2 separate regions of the Gossypium hirsutum genome follow, and region 2 is linked to region 1. The links are chromatin contacts, called in public Hi-C maps. All regions are on one chromosome and are shown on one strand. Each heading gives the region's core, a stretch centred on a gene start, on an enhancer-like site or on the middle of the called end of the contact. The rest is flanking DNA. Distances are from core to core; before and after follow the strand shown.

What was found. Hi-C and Micro-C count contacts between places; a contact is called where the count stands out from the background.
Region 2: a contact with region 1 is called in a Hi-C map of leaf, with 2.3 times the contacts expected there. The contact joins the promoter of LOC107952066 here to the enhancer-like site in region 1. A contact is called at or near these places in 3 of 34 Hi-C or Micro-C datasets (callus and leaf).

The regions. Positions count from the first base shown.
Region 1 is chrA02:46,998,878-47,003,659 of Gossypium_hirsutum_v2.1, reverse strand. No RefSeq gene overlaps it. Among protein-coding and RNA genes, the nearest start is that of LOC107952074, 3.5 kb to the right of the region's middle. Within about 2 kb of position 1,444, at least 2 of the 9 cell types and tissues checked have an H3K27ac peak or open chromatin away from gene starts, as enhancers often do. A contact at or near this core is called in leaf, where this site is marked.
Region 2 is chrA02:47,277,277-47,281,997 of Gossypium_hirsutum_v2.1, reverse strand. It overlaps LOC107952066, which reads right to left and starts at 1,922. Exons shown (of 2, transcript XM_016887308.2): 1 at 1,110-1,922; 2 at 1-251. The coding sequence starts at 1,773.

The DNA.
Region 1 (4,782 bases), core at 195-2,694:
ATTTTTAGTTACAATTGACAATTTATTGCTAAAAATTTATATTAAAATTAAATACCAAATGAAATTGAAAGCTTGGACTCTAGACCCCTATTGCTCCAACCATACTTAGTAAAAAACACACATGAGGAGGTTTATCAAGTGGTTTGATGAGAGAGTGTGGAGAGTAATACTTACAAGAGGGGCACCACGCATAGCTGTTGTAAATGGTGTTAGCACTCCTAGAGACAATCTGGACCACCGAGGTGGATAAAATTGGCAACAATACCTTAAAGGTTTTGAATGCCATTTTTAACGAAGTGGACCCCTAAAAACTTTAATAAGAGAATATCCAAGTGCTCACGGCTTGAGAGGCTTGGAACATTTTCGAGATAGCATAGGAAGAATTTTATTTTATGATATCGATAAAATTGTTTGAAACAATAATTTTTAATCCATTCAATGGCAAAAAAAAAAAAAAAAAAGGCATGTAATTGGTTGTATTATGTGCAAAACTATTATCTCCTACTACTATGATTGTTTCTATATTTGCCATTTATCCAAAAAGTAAAATAAAAATCAGGACCTCACATTTTTGCCCAGCAAAGATTGCTATAACTCTTCATCTTCCTTACATCTACCCTTTATAATATAACAAATATTTCATAGAAATATATATTTTACTAAACAGTATAAAAGGTTAAATGTGCAAATCTCACATATAATATTTTTTTCAAAAAAAAAAAAGAAGAGTAAGAAATAGATATTAAGCACTTTTCCTTCACATTCAAATGATTAATTTACTTTCTGAAAAGTCATTATGTTACACCCCTTCCAAAATTATTCAAAAAAAAATTTAATTTACGATTGATAAATTTTAACCCTCTTTTTTTCATTTCAATGTTAAGTTGATATCATTGAATCATATAATATCATATTCGATCATATAATAAACTCTCAATTTTTAGTTCTACTTTTTTATTTTAGTGCATTTATATTTGTAATTTTACAGCCCTATTTGTTACTAAATTCATGTCCTATTGCTCAACCTAAATGTTAAAATAAAGTTTTAATTAACATAAATTATTGAATTAAGCTTTAACAAAATAAATTTCTACAAACAGTGATAAATCACAATCAATCACTAAAATTTTATTCTTCACATGAAAAAATCCTTCTAATCATGTAATGAAAAAACAAAACAAAATATTTATCTTTTCAAAAAGAAACGATCGAATGACATCTCGCCACGTCAACGTGGTAACATGGCTTGGTGGGGTCTAAGTCATGACGTGGCGTTATTTTAACAAGGGTAGCTGTGACTTTTATGGAGGTTTACTGTTTAATTGGGTTTTCTCGAGATCAAAACCTAACTAACGCCAACAACCGGTGACGGAATTGGCTAGGCACTACTGCCGATACCGTGACAGAACCGCCGTTAGCCGGTCATTTCAGAGGCCTGCCTCTTTGACTTCCATACGTGTCCACATCTCTGCGGTTTTTCTTAACCTGATACTAGAATACAAATTTATTATTTACTTTTCTAAAAGGGTAAAACATAAGGCAAATGAAGACAAAAAAAAAATCTTTAATAAAAAATGAAGATTTTAATTTATTTCTTTTCCGGCGAAAACCGTTGATTGCGGTTGGGAATAAAGTGCTCTGACAGGGGACCACTTCTTTTTGACTGCATCTTGCAAAGTCATTTTCTTTCCTTTTTCACTCGAACAAAAAATGGTAAATCTTAAATATTTGATTTTACATTGTTTTACCGGATACTGTCGGTGGACTTTAGAAAAATATTTGTTCCAGTTACAGGCCAGTCTGGTTGTCGGGTTGTCTGGTTAAGCGAATCCTGGTTACACGCCAGTGTTTGGCGATACTGTTGCAGAGGCCAGGCGTTACCATAAATACACCGCCACGTTTTGGGGCTGCAAACGCCATTTTTTTATTCATACCAATTTGTATCATTCTTATATTTTTATAAATATGATATTAAATAAGTTTTAAACATAATACTAGTAATTATTTTTGTGGTATAAATTTTGATGTATTTAAAGTTGAGGATAATTTTTTTTGTTAAAATGGGTAAAAGTTTCGTTAAGGTTCTTATATTAGGGGTGGATTGTATTATGTTTATTTTACTAAAAAATAGGTAAATTAATTATTATACGTTAGATTAAACATTAAATTGGTCTTTTTGTGAAAATTTTCATCTATTTTAATTGCTAAAAACTAGTCATTAAACGTTAGTATAAGATACATGTGTCATACCACGTGTAATTATTTAGTTATTTTGTTGGCTACTTCGACTTTTAACAGTAAAAATAGATGAAAATTTTAATTTAAAAAATAAATTTACTCTTAATTTAACATATAAAGATTAATTCATTTATTTTTTGAGTAAAAAAATAAAATACACTCTAGAGACTTCTATCATACTTTTACCACTACGATGGAAATCTTGCCATTTACACTTTTGGTGGTTAGGTTGCAAACATTGCCCAAATTAAACATGGTCTGCAATTTTGGTTGTCCATTAATGCTGAACTTTTCTAGTTTATCATGGCTATTCTTTTTTGTGTGTTTAGTTATTATTATTTTTTCTTAAGATCTACTATAATATCTATTTTAAAATATTTTTACATATTTAAATTAATTATATTATTACAATAATATTTTTATCTTTTTTATCATTTAAAAAAGTAATAAAAAAGTTATAAATATTAATATTTGAAATCGTATTATTAGTGTCTATAAAATATTTTCTTTATTTAAACAGTATTGTACAATTTAATGTTTTTAGACAAATTGTTTTACCTATATAATTTATTTATATTGATAATATTATTGATTAAGTTGTAATTATAAATCAAATCGGTACCAACTAAAAAAAAATGACAATATCATGATCATTAGCGAATATAAGGGGAAGGTGAGAGCCATTGTCCCCCTAACTTTTTAGAAATTTACATAGTATCATTACATTAAATCTCTTAAAAATTTAAATTCTGCATCAAAAAAAAAAACCAACACCTTTTAAAGTTTACCCTCAAGTCGTATTTCTAGATCTGTCACTGACTATGATAGACAATTGAAATGCATTTAATATTCTTAATATAATATATTTAACTATTTAAATTTTCTTTTACTCACAATTAAAACTTATTTGTTTTCCTTTAAAAAAAAATAGTTTTTCCCGGTTAATTCAAAACACACATCTACTTTTAAATGTATAGTTTCCACACACATAATAAAATTTTTAGTATATTATTAATTATTTTAAAAAATAATATATTATTATATTTCTTAAAAATATTAATTTAATTATTTTAGAAACAATTCTTGAGCAATTTTATGGATAAAAAACAAAATTGTTGAGTGATTTTAAAAACAATAGACGTAGGTGGAATTAATTGATTTTAGGTTGGATCTGAAACATGATTTGTTTTTACAGATTAGTTTGAGCAGAATTATTATTTAATTATAAAAAAAGAAAGAAATGGAGAAACAAATAGATATGATTTGTTTGAAGTAATTTAAGTTATAAAATAGCAGTATTTCAAAAATTGGATTCAAATTGGGCGTCATATTTTAATCAGAAACTGGTAACGGATAGAAACAGGCAAATTAATGGGCACTGCAAACCGTGATTTGCCCGGAAGATTCGTGACCGATCCAGATGACTCCCAGATTTTGTGGCAATGAAGGAAATGTTGCACTGTAAATTGACAGCGGGGTTCACCCCACAATATGAAGAGCGATATATGGCATAATTTTCAGTTTTCCTCTTTAATCTCAAACTTCATGTGATGTTTGTTTAAATATAATATAATCAATGGTTCATACAAACGGTAGTTTCGATTCTCCAAAATATTTATGATTTATCTATGATCTCTCTAAAATAATTTTTTAATTCTGCTCTTGATTATATTAATTAATTTTTTTTATTTTTTTATATTTTTTAAAATTTATTTTATGATCTATATTTAAAGTTCGTGTCTATTTATCTCAACCAACTTACATCCTCTTTTAAAAATACAACCTGTAACACTTGTTTTTTTTCTCTTTGGTAAAGAAAATAAACCTAAGATTAACTTAGGAGTAGTTACAAGTCCTCACTTCCTTCTTTGTCGGCGGCTACAAGGCATGAGAGGTGGCTAGCCTTCTGCGAATCTGAAATGTGCAGCTTAGCCAAACAATCAAGTGTTCCATTGACACATCTGGCAACATGGCTTATAACGAGTTATTCTATGATTCTGATTTATTTGTTAAATAAATAAATTACATATTCAATGTTATAGGTGTATAGTAATTTATGGTGATAATAACCTTTTTATATATTTTCAAATATTTATAAAAAGATGAGACAGGGCGATGTCTGTAAATGAAGTAAAATTTTAGGTATCGTATTGTATAATTTATTTTGCACGTGTTACATTGTACAAATTTTCATTAATGCTTAAATATATGTAGAGGCACCCATGCATTTTTAACACCTTCATCCCACCATCCTAGTTTTAAAACCTGAATCCCTTTTAGCTGGACAAAAAATAATGGCTTTTTGGTTCAATTTCTTTTGCTTCATCATCCAACCTTCTTCAATAAATGGCATGTATTAAATATATAAGAAATTTATTTGGAGTACTGTTTTTATAATTTTAAAGGTTACAATATGATAAAAATAAATTAAATTGCTTATAAAATTAGAATAATCAGTATGCAAAATATTAGCCTTATATATAAATATTAAGTTATTAGTTTAAGTTCAAAAGCTTACTTGAATTTATAAGAATTTACTTAAAA
Region 2 (4,721 bases), core at 673-3,172, 280 kb before region 1:
CGTTGAGCAATGATTAACAGGACAACCATTAGGCCTGCAAATAGGCTCTTGACGTTTCCTCATCCTTAACTTCTCAGATAATGCATCGTTATTACCATTTTCACCCTCACCTACATCTGTAGTTGAAGTTTGTTTTCTTTTGAGAGTTGGAGTCACAGTTTCCACACTCGGATTTTCTACTGGTGCACAATCATCATCACTATCGATATCAACAATCTCAACAACGTTTTGAGATGGAGGTCTCCAACTCCCTGGCACGCAAGATTTCAGGAAGAATAAGTTAAACCGGAAGATATTAAAGGGGGAAAACACTTTACAAGTTCCACAACAGGTAAGTATTGCTCATAGATATACATTTAGCATAAGCACTTAGAATATGTATTTCGATTTTTCGACACCCGAATCAAACTCCAGCTAGTTGTATATACATTCTATGATCTATACATGCAGAACTAATTTTCTCATGAAGCATGGTGAATGAAGTACACATTGGTACGAAAAAAAAAAAGGCTAAATGTTTTGAATTTCCTGCAATAGAACATAACCTTTAGAGCAAATTGCTTATCCTGCTATACAAGTATCAGTATTTATTATTTGATACAGAGCATTATTGAGGGTTGGACCCTCAACAAGTCCGGTATTATATTCTTGGAGCGCCTATACTCCATTTTAACCCCAAAATTTTGTCCCAGTGGTACTCATCTTACCCATAAATGCCTATATGCGATAGGGAATGAATTCAAACCACACCATAAAACTCTCAAGTTTCTCCTGGCACTGTTTGCGACTCCTGGCACCAGCATGTGGCGTCTCCATGCCCCGTTCATGGACAGGGCAAAAGCTCGACGCTAAAACGGAGCATAGAACCCCGAGACAGAATACTAGACCTTTTGAGAATCCAACCCTAAAAAAAAAATAAAAAGGCGCTGGGACTTGTTGAGGATCCGACCCTAAAAAATATCACCATCAGTCCTTAACCTGAAATGATACTGAAACCTTCATATGCATAGCAATCTTGAATATCAACTCTAGCATGAATTTAACCAACCAAACAACAATATAAACACGAAAACAAAATAAAAAAAGGTTCAGGAATGTTGAATTTTTACCAGCATTTGGTGAATAAACGTTAGCTTCAATAGGTTTTAGCCTCCCATTTTCGGAAACCCCAATTTCTCCCCCAATCCTATTGTTGTTCTTGGAATCATCTTCATCTTGTAGAGTATTAAAACCAGTCTCTAAACATAAAACCCTCTTATCCAACTCCTCGAATCTCTTCCTCAGTATTTCCAACTCAGATTCAGCTTTGGCTTTCTCATTTTCAAGCTCGCAATTCTTGCTTCTCAAATTTATAATTTCGTGTTGTTTCTCATACATACCCTTCACTTCCTCCGACAATCTATTACACCTTTCCTCAGCAGACTTTCCTCTTTCCCTCAAAACCATATTTTCTTCCCGCAACTTCGAAACCTCACCCCTCATGTCCTCCAATTCTTTCTTGCATTTCCTCAGATCATCCGCAAAACCCATTTTTTCCAACCTCTCTTCTTCGAATTTGTAGGAAAATGAATCCTTTGCATGTTTCAGTGACTCGATTTCCAGCTTTGATTTCTGCTCTCTCGCCAAAAATTCCTTTTCTACCATGGCGAAATCGTTGGAACGAAAAGTGGATTTTACAAGAGAAATCATTTTGGGAATGCTCCAAGTGCTGATATTCCCAATTTCGTTGTCACCCAAATCTGTCGAAGTAATAATTTCATTCTTAATAGCCATTATTTGTGAAATTGAAAACAAAACAAAGAAAAAGGGATATAAAGCGTCGTGAAGAAGAAGCAGAAAAGGAAAAGACTCTCAGGAATTTGTCCTTATTTTGGTGCCCTACTGAGGCTAAATACTTGAGTAGGTTGTACTTAGCCCAAACTCGAAACCAAATATGGCGCACTACAAGTTTTTTGGGTAAAACTTACATAGAAGTCCCTTTATTACGCTAGCTGTTAAATCCTTATTTTGGTATAATACTCTAACTTTAGCCCTCCAATTTTTACACTTTTATTTGATTTGGTCTCTATTCTTTTATTTTAAATAAATTGGTCTTTATCTTTCGCACTATTTTGTTTTATATAATATATTAATAATTAATTAAAATTAAAAATCATAATTTCCAATAATTATTAAAAGAAAAACTCTTTAAATTAAGAAGAAAATGTGAAATAAGAGACGAAAATGATATGCACAAATTGGCTTGACCCATGGATATTGCCATAGTATAAATATTTTCACTACTAGACAAAAAAGAGGTGTTATATCTATTATCTAGTTTTAAATCGGTTACCTGAATATGAAAATGTGATGACGTTATCTACTTTAAAAAATAGGTGAATTAATTTTTATACATTAAATTAAAGAGTAAATTAATCCTTCATGTTAAAAATTTTAAGGTAAACTACACAAATAGTTACTGAACTATGCATATATTTTTGTTTTGATCATCTAACTTTAAAATTTTTCAATTTAAGCATTAACGTTTGAACTCATTATTGTTTTTATCACATGCTGTAAATTGATAATAAAAAAGATTTTTTAATTGGTATAATGATACATTTAGTACTCTATACTTACATATTCTATCAATTTATCCTAATTCTAAATAATTTAATAAATTTAACCCTTCACATTTACAAATTCTATCAATTTGATCCTCAAACTTCCTAACCAAAGTTTTTATATTTTAAAACAAAGTCATTCCACATCTATAAAATCACAAAACCCGAAAAGATTATATATATAATAAATAAATAAATAAATAAACCTTCTCTCCACTAAGTACTAACAAGTCGTTTTCCAAGTCAATTCTTGATACCAATAAGTTTATATTAAATTCTTTTCTTTTCTTTTTTTTTTACATTAGTTTTCTTCTAAAGATAATATTTTATAACCCTTTAACCAATAAAATTTTGGCTAAAGAAAATAGAAAAACCGTTAAAAAAGCCACTTTAGATTTACTATTATTGTTAACAGTATTATATTTCCTTTAAGATATATAGAAATAATCCTCGAAGTTGGTTTTTGAAATTGAAAATTAAATCTAGAGTTAAAAAATATAACTTTGAAAAATCTAATTGCTCAATCAATAATTGCATAAAAAAATTTATGAACATTTAATATTTCATAAGAAAAAAATGTGAAAGAATTAATTAAATTTCTTTTTATTATATTGATAATAATTTTTTTTAATGTTATAAACTGATTATGAGATTATTATGTGTTCTATTTATTTTTAATTTTTAAATCTAAAATAAGCAACATGTATCACTAATAGTAATATGATTTAGTGTCAAATCATATACCAAATTAATTTAAAACTAAAATTATGCTAGTCAAAGTCAAAACTTATTTTTCAAAAGTATTTAACTATTTATATAAATTTATTATATATTATATTTTTAATATTTGTATTTTCTATTATTTTTAATGGTGTTTAGTTAATTTCTAACACCAACTTCTTAAAAATATAAACAAAAAGGGATATGTATCGATTTAGATAATTTCAACCATAGATAAAACAATTAATAGATGTGGAATGCCTCTATTTTAAAAGCTAAAAATTTTAGTTAAGAAGTTTGAGGATCAAATTGATAAAATTTGTAAATATGAAGGGTTAAATTTATTGAAATATTTAGAATTAAGATCAAATTGATAAAAATATATAATATTGATGAGGACTAAATGTGTTATTATACCAGTTAAAAAAACTTTTCGTTATCAATTTAATGGCAAGTAACCAAAATAGGAACAGGTTCAAACATTAGTGCCTAAATTGATTTTTTTTTTAAAGTTGGGTGACCAGAACTGTAATACCCCCTACCCGTATCCATTGCCAAAATAGGGTACGAGGTATTACCGGAGTTTATGATTTTTTTTTTATATTCAATATAGCCCCTTTATAAATATCTAACCTTCTCTGCAATATTAAATCGAGACCAATCCACTTCAACCAAACCAATTCAACATATTTTCAAGATAAATTCATGCATATTTATAAGATAACGTCATCACATACCCAAAACCAGGTTTGTTAACCATACTAATGGCTAACTTTATATTCATTTCACGTTAACATTTACTTTATTAGCTTATACATGCCATTGATTTCCAAAATAAAGTTTCTTTATATACCAAAATCCTAAGGTTGATAGTGTAATGTATCTCCGACCAAATCCGACCTTCGAGCTCTTAACACTACAAAACAGGGGAAAATGAAACAAGGTAAGCACTTTGTGCTTAGTAAGCTCATTAGAGCTGATCATGGGCTGGACAGCCCGGCCCGGCCCGAAGGCCCACCCGAAAAATGGGAGGGTTTGGGTAAAAATATAGGCCCGAAAAATGGGCTTGGGCAAAAAAACGAGGCCCGTTTAGAAAACGGGCTGGGCCTCGGGTAAGAGTTTTTTGGCCCGGGCCCAGCCCGAATTATATATTAATATATATATTTATTTTATTTTTAATTATTTTAAATTTTTAATATAACCATTTTTTATTATATTATTAATTTGTGTATTGTTTTAAGAATTGTTTTAGTATTATTTTTATTTGTTTTAATATTTGTTTTTATGTTTTTAAATATATTTGATTTATTATATTTTTAAATTTTTTTATTTAATGAAATAAAAAAAATTAATATGGGCGACAGGCCTAAAAATTTGTATGGGCCCTGCCCGAACCCG